2 separate regions of the Mus musculus genome follow, and region 1 is linked to region 2. A link is a contact called in public HiChIP or PLAC-seq data. All regions are on one chromosome and are shown on one strand. Each heading gives the region's core, a stretch centred on a gene start, on an enhancer-like site or on the middle of the called end of the contact. The rest is flanking DNA. Distances are from core to core; before and after follow the strand shown. Region 1 overlaps Ttc7b (tetratricopeptide repeat domain 7B). Region 2 has its middle 20 kb from the start of Gm40557.

The links. HiChIP or PLAC-seq counts read pairs in DNA pulled down with a chosen protein or histone mark.
Region 1: a contact with region 2 is called in an H3K4me3 HiChIP or PLAC-seq map of forebrain, with 2.5 times the contacts expected there. The contact joins two enhancer-like sites. A contact is called at or near these places in 1 of 39 promoter capture datasets (neural stem cells), 10 of 484 Hi-C or Micro-C datasets (adipose-derived mesenchymal stem cells, bone marrow-derived macrophages, cerebellum and 6 more) and 4 of 115 datasets of contacts at active chromatin or transcription factors (SST interneurons, bone marrow-derived dendritic cells, forebrain and 1 more).

Annotation. Positions count from the first base shown.
Region 1 is chr12:100,314,330-100,317,746 of GRCm38.p6, reverse strand. All of the region lies in intron 19 of Ttc7b (tetratricopeptide repeat domain 7B), which reads left to right. Among named protein-coding and RNA genes, the nearest start is that of Gm51958, 33 kb to the left of the region's middle. Within about 2 kb of position 1,481, at least 43 of the 459 cell types and tissues checked have an H3K27ac peak or open chromatin away from gene starts, as enhancers often do. A contact at or near this core is called in cerebral cortex, forebrain and neural stem cells, where this site is marked.
Region 2 is chr12:100,220,786-100,224,131 of GRCm38.p6, reverse strand. No RefSeq gene overlaps it. Among named protein-coding and RNA genes, the nearest start is that of Gm40557, 20 kb to the left of the region's middle. Within about 2 kb of position 2,036, at least 49 of the 459 cell types and tissues checked have an H3K27ac peak or open chromatin away from gene starts, as enhancers often do. A contact at or near this core is called in cerebral cortex, forebrain and neural stem cells, where this site is marked.

The sequences.
Region 1 (3,417 bases), core at 232-2,731, 94 kb before region 2:
AGGAAACTTCTTGGCTTGGGAAAGACATGGAGATTTTTTGCCTGGGTTGGTCTGTGTTTCCCTATAATGTTTCCAACTCCTGTTACAAATTCCTGGCCCCTGCATCTTAATCCTGAGTTTCTTTCACTCTGCCTCCCTCCCTAGCCTGCTACCTACCTTTGAACATGGATTAAGCGTATGACTGCCACCATGTTCTGAACTCCCTGCTGAGTGCTGTGGGCTCCTTTTGGGCCATGTCAGCTCCACTTGATTTCTGGACTTGCAGAAGAATGGTAAAACTTTTAGGCCCAAAGCTTTTGGGAAGCCATCTCCCGTGGGAAGGTCTCTTTGAATAACAAATAGAAGTCCAAAATGGACACGTAGCAGGTGTGTGCCTTCAGACCTCACCTCACCAGTGAGTTAGGTGAACTGCAGAGTTAGAGATCATCACAGCTTCTTCATTTTAGCAGAAACCAACTAGGAAAGAACAAGGCGGATGCCGGTGATGACTGTACCAGAAGTCCTGACTACATCACTTCTGAGGGTACTATATACAGTGTGAGTCTGAGATGCTCAAGTGGTTATAAAAAAACATCCTTAATTTTAAAGGGGGTTTAGAGATAAAAATGCCTGTCACTTATAATAAATAATCACCCTTCCCCCAAAATAGATTAATTAAGCTAATACAGAAGAAAGTTAGCAGTACCAGTGCGGTGAATCAATAGGTGATTGCCACCAAGCCTGACAACCTGAGTTCAATTCTCAGGACCCATGAGAGAACCGACGCCAAAAGCTGCCCTCTGACTTATGCAAGCATAGCATGGTGCACGCATGTGCATGTGTACACACACACGCACACACCACAATTTTCTTTATAAGGAAAAGGTTTAGCAGCTGTTAACTTTGGCTATTAGTTTGTTATATTAGCCTTTTTGCTTTTCTGAAGGTTTGAAATTGTACAAGATAAAATCTAAACAGCCAAGCCAATGTGATTATATTTGCTCTGTAGAGAGACCATGCTCTGGGCTGGTAACCTGGTAACAGAATCCTTAAGGACAGTTCAAGATGAGAAGTGCTGAGCAGGGAAGCCCAGTAAGGCTTGGTGCACGGACTGGAGAGTGCTAGCCTGGCATCAGGCACCTGCTCCAGGAAGAACTACCTAGTGATAGCAGGCCGCACACGACTAGGCTGGGTCAGTGACTTGGGGTTGGCAACAGGCAATAGCTGAAGCTAAGGCAAAAATCATAGAGAGGAAGCAAGAGAGAGGCCAAGAGCACAGTCCGTGGCGTGCCAGCACTTAGGGAGCAGGAGAGAAGCAACACTCGTGGGAAATCTAGGCTCTGACCAGTCAATCATGCGGATGCCACTGCTTGTCCCTGTAGAAGGGATTTGGCTGTGGCTCTACCAGATCCCACGTCCTTGAGCTCAGTCCTCTCTGCTCTCCATGCGGGACTCAGCCCTGCTCCTGCACCGTGCAGAAGGAGGAGCTCAGACGGCACAGCCTCTCTTGGCTACACATCAGGAGCAGACATGGCTTGAATTAGACACAGTTTCCACACAACAGAGCTGAGGCCCCTGGGCAAGTTGCCTTCCTTCTCTGGGCCTCGGTTCTTCTATCCATGAGGGATGGTGGTGATCACCCTAGCAGGAGTAAGCCATGATCACACATGTGAGCTAGAGGCCTGCAGGTGTGTCAAATGACAAATGTTTAGACGTATGAAGCACCCCCTTTTCATGTCTGTCTGGTGCCTGTTCTCCAGGCTGGTAACAACAGTGATTTGCTGAGAGGAGTAGGGAGATGATACACGCACATGCACACACACACACACACACACACACACACACACACACACACACACATACACGCACACACACATACATACTGGCCTGGGATCCTGCCTAGCTAAGAGTTGACTCTTGATTAGATCTATAATTGAAATTCTGGCCAGTGTCCTTCTAAATGCAGCAGAAGCCGCTAGCCTGGCACAGAGCAGCCTCTGACAGTGGATGCTGTGTCTTCATAAATAAAGCTCGGCCCCTCCCTATAGGAGTCCAGGGCCCTGCAGGTTCTCTCTCATCCTCTGCACCAGGCTGCCAGATCTAGACAGATGCATGGGGCCAGAGCCAAAGATCCCTGCGGAGATCTCCCAGAACAAACTAGAAGCAAAATCTGCTTCTTCCTAAGGACAACATGCGAGTTTCCAGGCCCTCCAAAGCAAGGCAGGTCAATCGAGTTATAATTGGCTCTCTAATTAGAACTCCCATAAGCTGTTAAATTCTTTACCTGCCGCCTGCGTTTTATACAAAGGTAACAAATACACTTGTGCCTTTGATTAAAGAGCCAGCTACAGTCACCAGCTTCCTGCTGGCAGCAGCCCCCTCCAGCCACCACTACCTCACTCAGATGCCTGCACACCCACCAGCAAGCATCATAGGCAACACAGCTGTCAGCTCAGAAGGATCTCTGGGAAGTCAAGCTCAGAGGTCATGTTGCTGGCAACCAGGGGGAAGCTGCAGAGAGTTAGCCATGTTTCCAGGGTGACACATTCCTCGGGAGATGCATAGATCCTGGGGCCCCTACCAGAGCTGCTCCATGCTAAAGAAAGTTCATCCTGTGCCCCTCTGTATTCTCAGTGCTGGAAGAAAATCGGGGTTTGTGTTGTTCCCTTCAACCCTCAAGAGAGCAGTATGGTTTAGTCTTGATAGAAGGACTTACTTTGTAGAAAATGGCAAATGCCACACATCTGGGCTTTTTTTCTTCCAGAGAGCCATTTTGGCCATTATATCACTTGCACTCATGGGCCAGAGAGGGAATTGCTGTTAAGGAGGGAAGCAGAGAGACATCAGAGGGACCATGGATGAAGAACACTCAAGGCCACGCCTCAGAAGCTGCTGTGGCGCTGAGCAGAGGCAGGGCTGAAGGAACCGGGGAAGGAAGTACTGCAGAACTGCCCAGGCCAGGGCCAGAAAGAGTAGTGGCTAAGAGTAGACAATTCGGAGCAGAAGCAACAGCATCTAGAACATAGCTCTGACATGCACTGGAGATCTGTCTGACCAGGACATGTCATGTTTCCTCTACAGCAATCATGCCAACCTCTGGTCTGCCCTCAGGGATGTAGACATGGTTCTGGCCTAGCACAAGCACCTCACCTCAGTACCTGACCTTCCTCCAAAACCAGTAGCATGAAAGTCACATGGGAAATACGAGACTCCTCCAGGCCCCCAGGATGCAAGCGTGAGGTTCCCTGTGCACTTGCCCCTTCTCCGTTCTTTAGGAAAGAGGGGCCTTCCTTTTAGCAGAGTGTACAGTCAGAACAAGAACTGCCTGTAACAGGGTTATAGGACTGATGCTGGATCAGCCAGTGCCAGTAACAGGTCACCTCTGGGTATGACCATACCAGGTTAGAGCATAAAATGACTATGACCTTTCCTGAATCT
Region 2 (3,346 bases), core at 787-3,286:
CATTTAGTTTCCAGAAGCAGAAAATTGAGCTGACAACGTGTTGTTTACGAGCAAATTCCAGGATCTGGAGGTAAAAAGAAAGCAGTGTTCAAGCCCACGGACTATTTTCCCACTGGAGATGGAGCCTCGGTTTCAGGCTAAAAGCAGCCATTTCTATCCTCAAAGCCCCTCCCCAATTTTGCTTCTCCGGGACAGATGGTGTGATCATCGAGGAGACCTGGAAACTGTTGAGGCTCCAGATGTCCCTGGGGCAACCATCATCCATCTTTGGAGCTTGGGCCTCTGGGGGACCCTGCATGTTGCAGGGCGGAAGGGCAGAGGAAACAGAGCTGGGGGCTGGGGGTGTGGAGGGAAATCAGTTCTCGCTCCCTTTTTGCAGCAAACAGTGTTTACCTCCAAGGCTGTGTTTTTCACGGAAATGGAGACCGGCAGAGGAAAAACGCCCTTGTGAAACATTTCCATGAATTTATGTTGTTCATCTGGAGCGTCATGGCACTTCAAAGAGGTCTCTGGGGTTTGACATGGTCAGGGACACAAGACTGGCCTGCTATGCGCTGTTTAAGATCCCCAAGCTACAAGCCTGCTGGTACCTCATGGAGACCAGCAGCCAAGTGGGATAAGGGACACCCTGGGCTTGCAGGGCCTAGGCAAGTACACACGCTCACCCCACACATATTCAGACTCATCTTCATCAAGAGAAATAAAAACAGAAAACACAGTGGGTACAGGGCCATGAGACCTTGGGCAAGCCACTGAAAATCTCTCAAGATTCAAGCTCATGTTTGTACAGTAATAAAGCCTTGGACCTTGCTGGATTGTTGTGGGGACTCTGAGAAAATGAGGATCATTTTATTTTCTTTATAAATGAGGCAGGATTAGATCCATTGGCATGACTTCCTGGCTGAAATATTCCATGGACTAAGAATAGTGCCAGGTCTGGTGGTTCTCGGGTAGCAGAGCTAGTTAGACCTCTGTAAGCTCAGTGCCAGCTGGATTAGTGAGTTCCAGCCATTCAGAGATACACATAGTGAGACTCTATCTTAAAAAAAATAAAAAATAAAAAAAAATGAAGTTACTGAATAAAGCCAGAGGCTGATCAGTGGAATACATGGACCACTGATGAGGTGAGGGGCAGCAAGACCTGGGCAGTTAGGGCAAATATATGAGATAAGATGTCTGGGAAAGAGGGAAGGGCTCGGAAGGTTTAAAAAAAACAAATAGTGCAGGTATAGGCTCACAGCACAAGTCAGTTTCCAAGAGTCTGGTTCCAGGATAACCACACACACACACACACACACACACACACACACACGCGCGCGCGCACGAGCGTGTTCAGGCAGATGCTTAAACCCCAGTACTCAACGCTCCTATGGAAAGTGGTTAGTCACACAACATGCATGTGCTTTGAGCCATCTCTAGATGCTTTAATGCAATATAAATACTTTCTAAGTGGCTGTTAGGATTGTTTAGGGAGTAACGACAAGAGAATCTGTGTTTGGTTCATGTGCAGTTTGATGCTCCCAGTCCCACCCCCTACCCCCACCCAGTTCCCAGTTGGGTAATGCTGTTCATGTAGAAACTTCAGACCACAGCAGCAGAGGCTATCCCTCGCGGAAGCCCAACGAACATCTTATGACTAGTCCCTTGCTCTGATTGGGTCTCCTACCTAAGCAATAAAATAGGTCCAGTCCTGTCATCTGCAGCAGCCTCAGAGAAGGAGACACTGGACAGGGTGGGCTGGAATGACAGCTGAGCTCCAGAGACAGGCTCCCAACCTTCCTCACCCCACCCCCACATCTTCTTTCCTTTTAATCTAGCAAAAAGCTTTCACCTCTTTTATTTATTTATTTTTTGATCTTCCGCGGCATAGAGGATTTAGGTATTTTGCATTCCAAATGTTTCTTCATGCTTTAGTTTAAACCCATAAAATGAATTCTAGGGCTCCGTGTTCTACAGAAAGCCCCAAATCCTGACTCCTCTCGGCAGCCCCGCCAAGGTCTCATCAGAATAATGCAGCACAATGGGATTTGTGTGTGAGTGTGGAGTGGGGGAGAGAGGGGAGGGTGGGGAGGGAGGAGAGAGGCAGGGGTGTGTGTGAGAGAGATTAAACTCCTAGTCTTTTAAATTTTGGATGGTTTCCATGGAAACTGGCAAGTCTTCTTTGCTCTCTTCAGTTTTCTGGAGACACCTCGGCAGCCGTCCTAGCTTCCTGAGTATGTTTGGATCAGAGTTCCAAGGTCCAGGCTTGGAGAGGGAACAAGCCTCATCTGAAACTGCTTTTTGGGACTCTGACCCCAAGGGGACATACGTTAGAGACTGAACAAGCCCCTCATTGGTCCCAGTCCTCTTTCTTCCCACATCTGCCTGTGGACGCTTTCAGTGGCGCTGCAGGATGGCAGGATGTGTGCTGGAAGCTGAAGAGAACTAGCTGAGTACTGCAGGAGGTGTCAGGGCAGGAGTGGAGAACAGGCTGCTCCCACCTACAGTCTACTGCTTTCTGCCATGCCTGTCTTGGATGCTCGAGGCCCCACTGCTTGGACCACCAGAGAGCCTTGTTGGACAGCTCCTCCTGGAAACTGCCTTTGGGGATCGCTCTGGATTTACCTACCAAGAATCTTTCACAGCGATAGAATCTACCATGCAGTGTTCACAGCGATAGAATCTACCATGCAGTGTGTGTGTGTGTGTGTGTGTGTGTGTGTGTGTGTGTGTGTGTGTGTGTGTGTGTGTGTATGCGTGCACGTGGCTTTCTTCACTCAGCATAATGTTTTCAAGGTTGTGCCTCTTATTAAGTAACATTGTTTCTTGCCAGGTGTGCTGGCGTCTTTAATCCCAGCACTTGGGAGGCAGAGGCAGGTGGACTTCTGAGTTCGAGGCCAGCCTGGTCTACAAAGTGAGTTCCAGGACAGCCAGGGATACACAGAGAAACCCTGTCTCGAAAACAAACAAACAAACAAAACAACCCCCACCCCCCAAAAAGTAACATTGTGTCTCTTCAGGACTAAATGATGATCCATTGAAAGATGGACTTGTTTCCTTCATCTTTGTATCATCAGTGGGCATGTGCATTGCTTCCACCTGGAGGGCTCCCTTACTCCGTGGTCAGTGACGCATGAGCTTTAGCAGGGATCCATGGGAACAATGCATACACCAAGGGAGAAAAAAACACCGTCTGGTACAGTAAGGTTCCTGTACCTATTTCTTTGGGGTTTTTTTGGGGGGGGGGTCAATCCAGAGTCCAGACACTGGGGTCCTCACTCTGACACAAGCCTTGTGTATCTGCTGGGAGCCCCTCAACATAGCCATCTTGTGGGGAACCTCACCGTTCAAGCTGGTATGCTTCTTT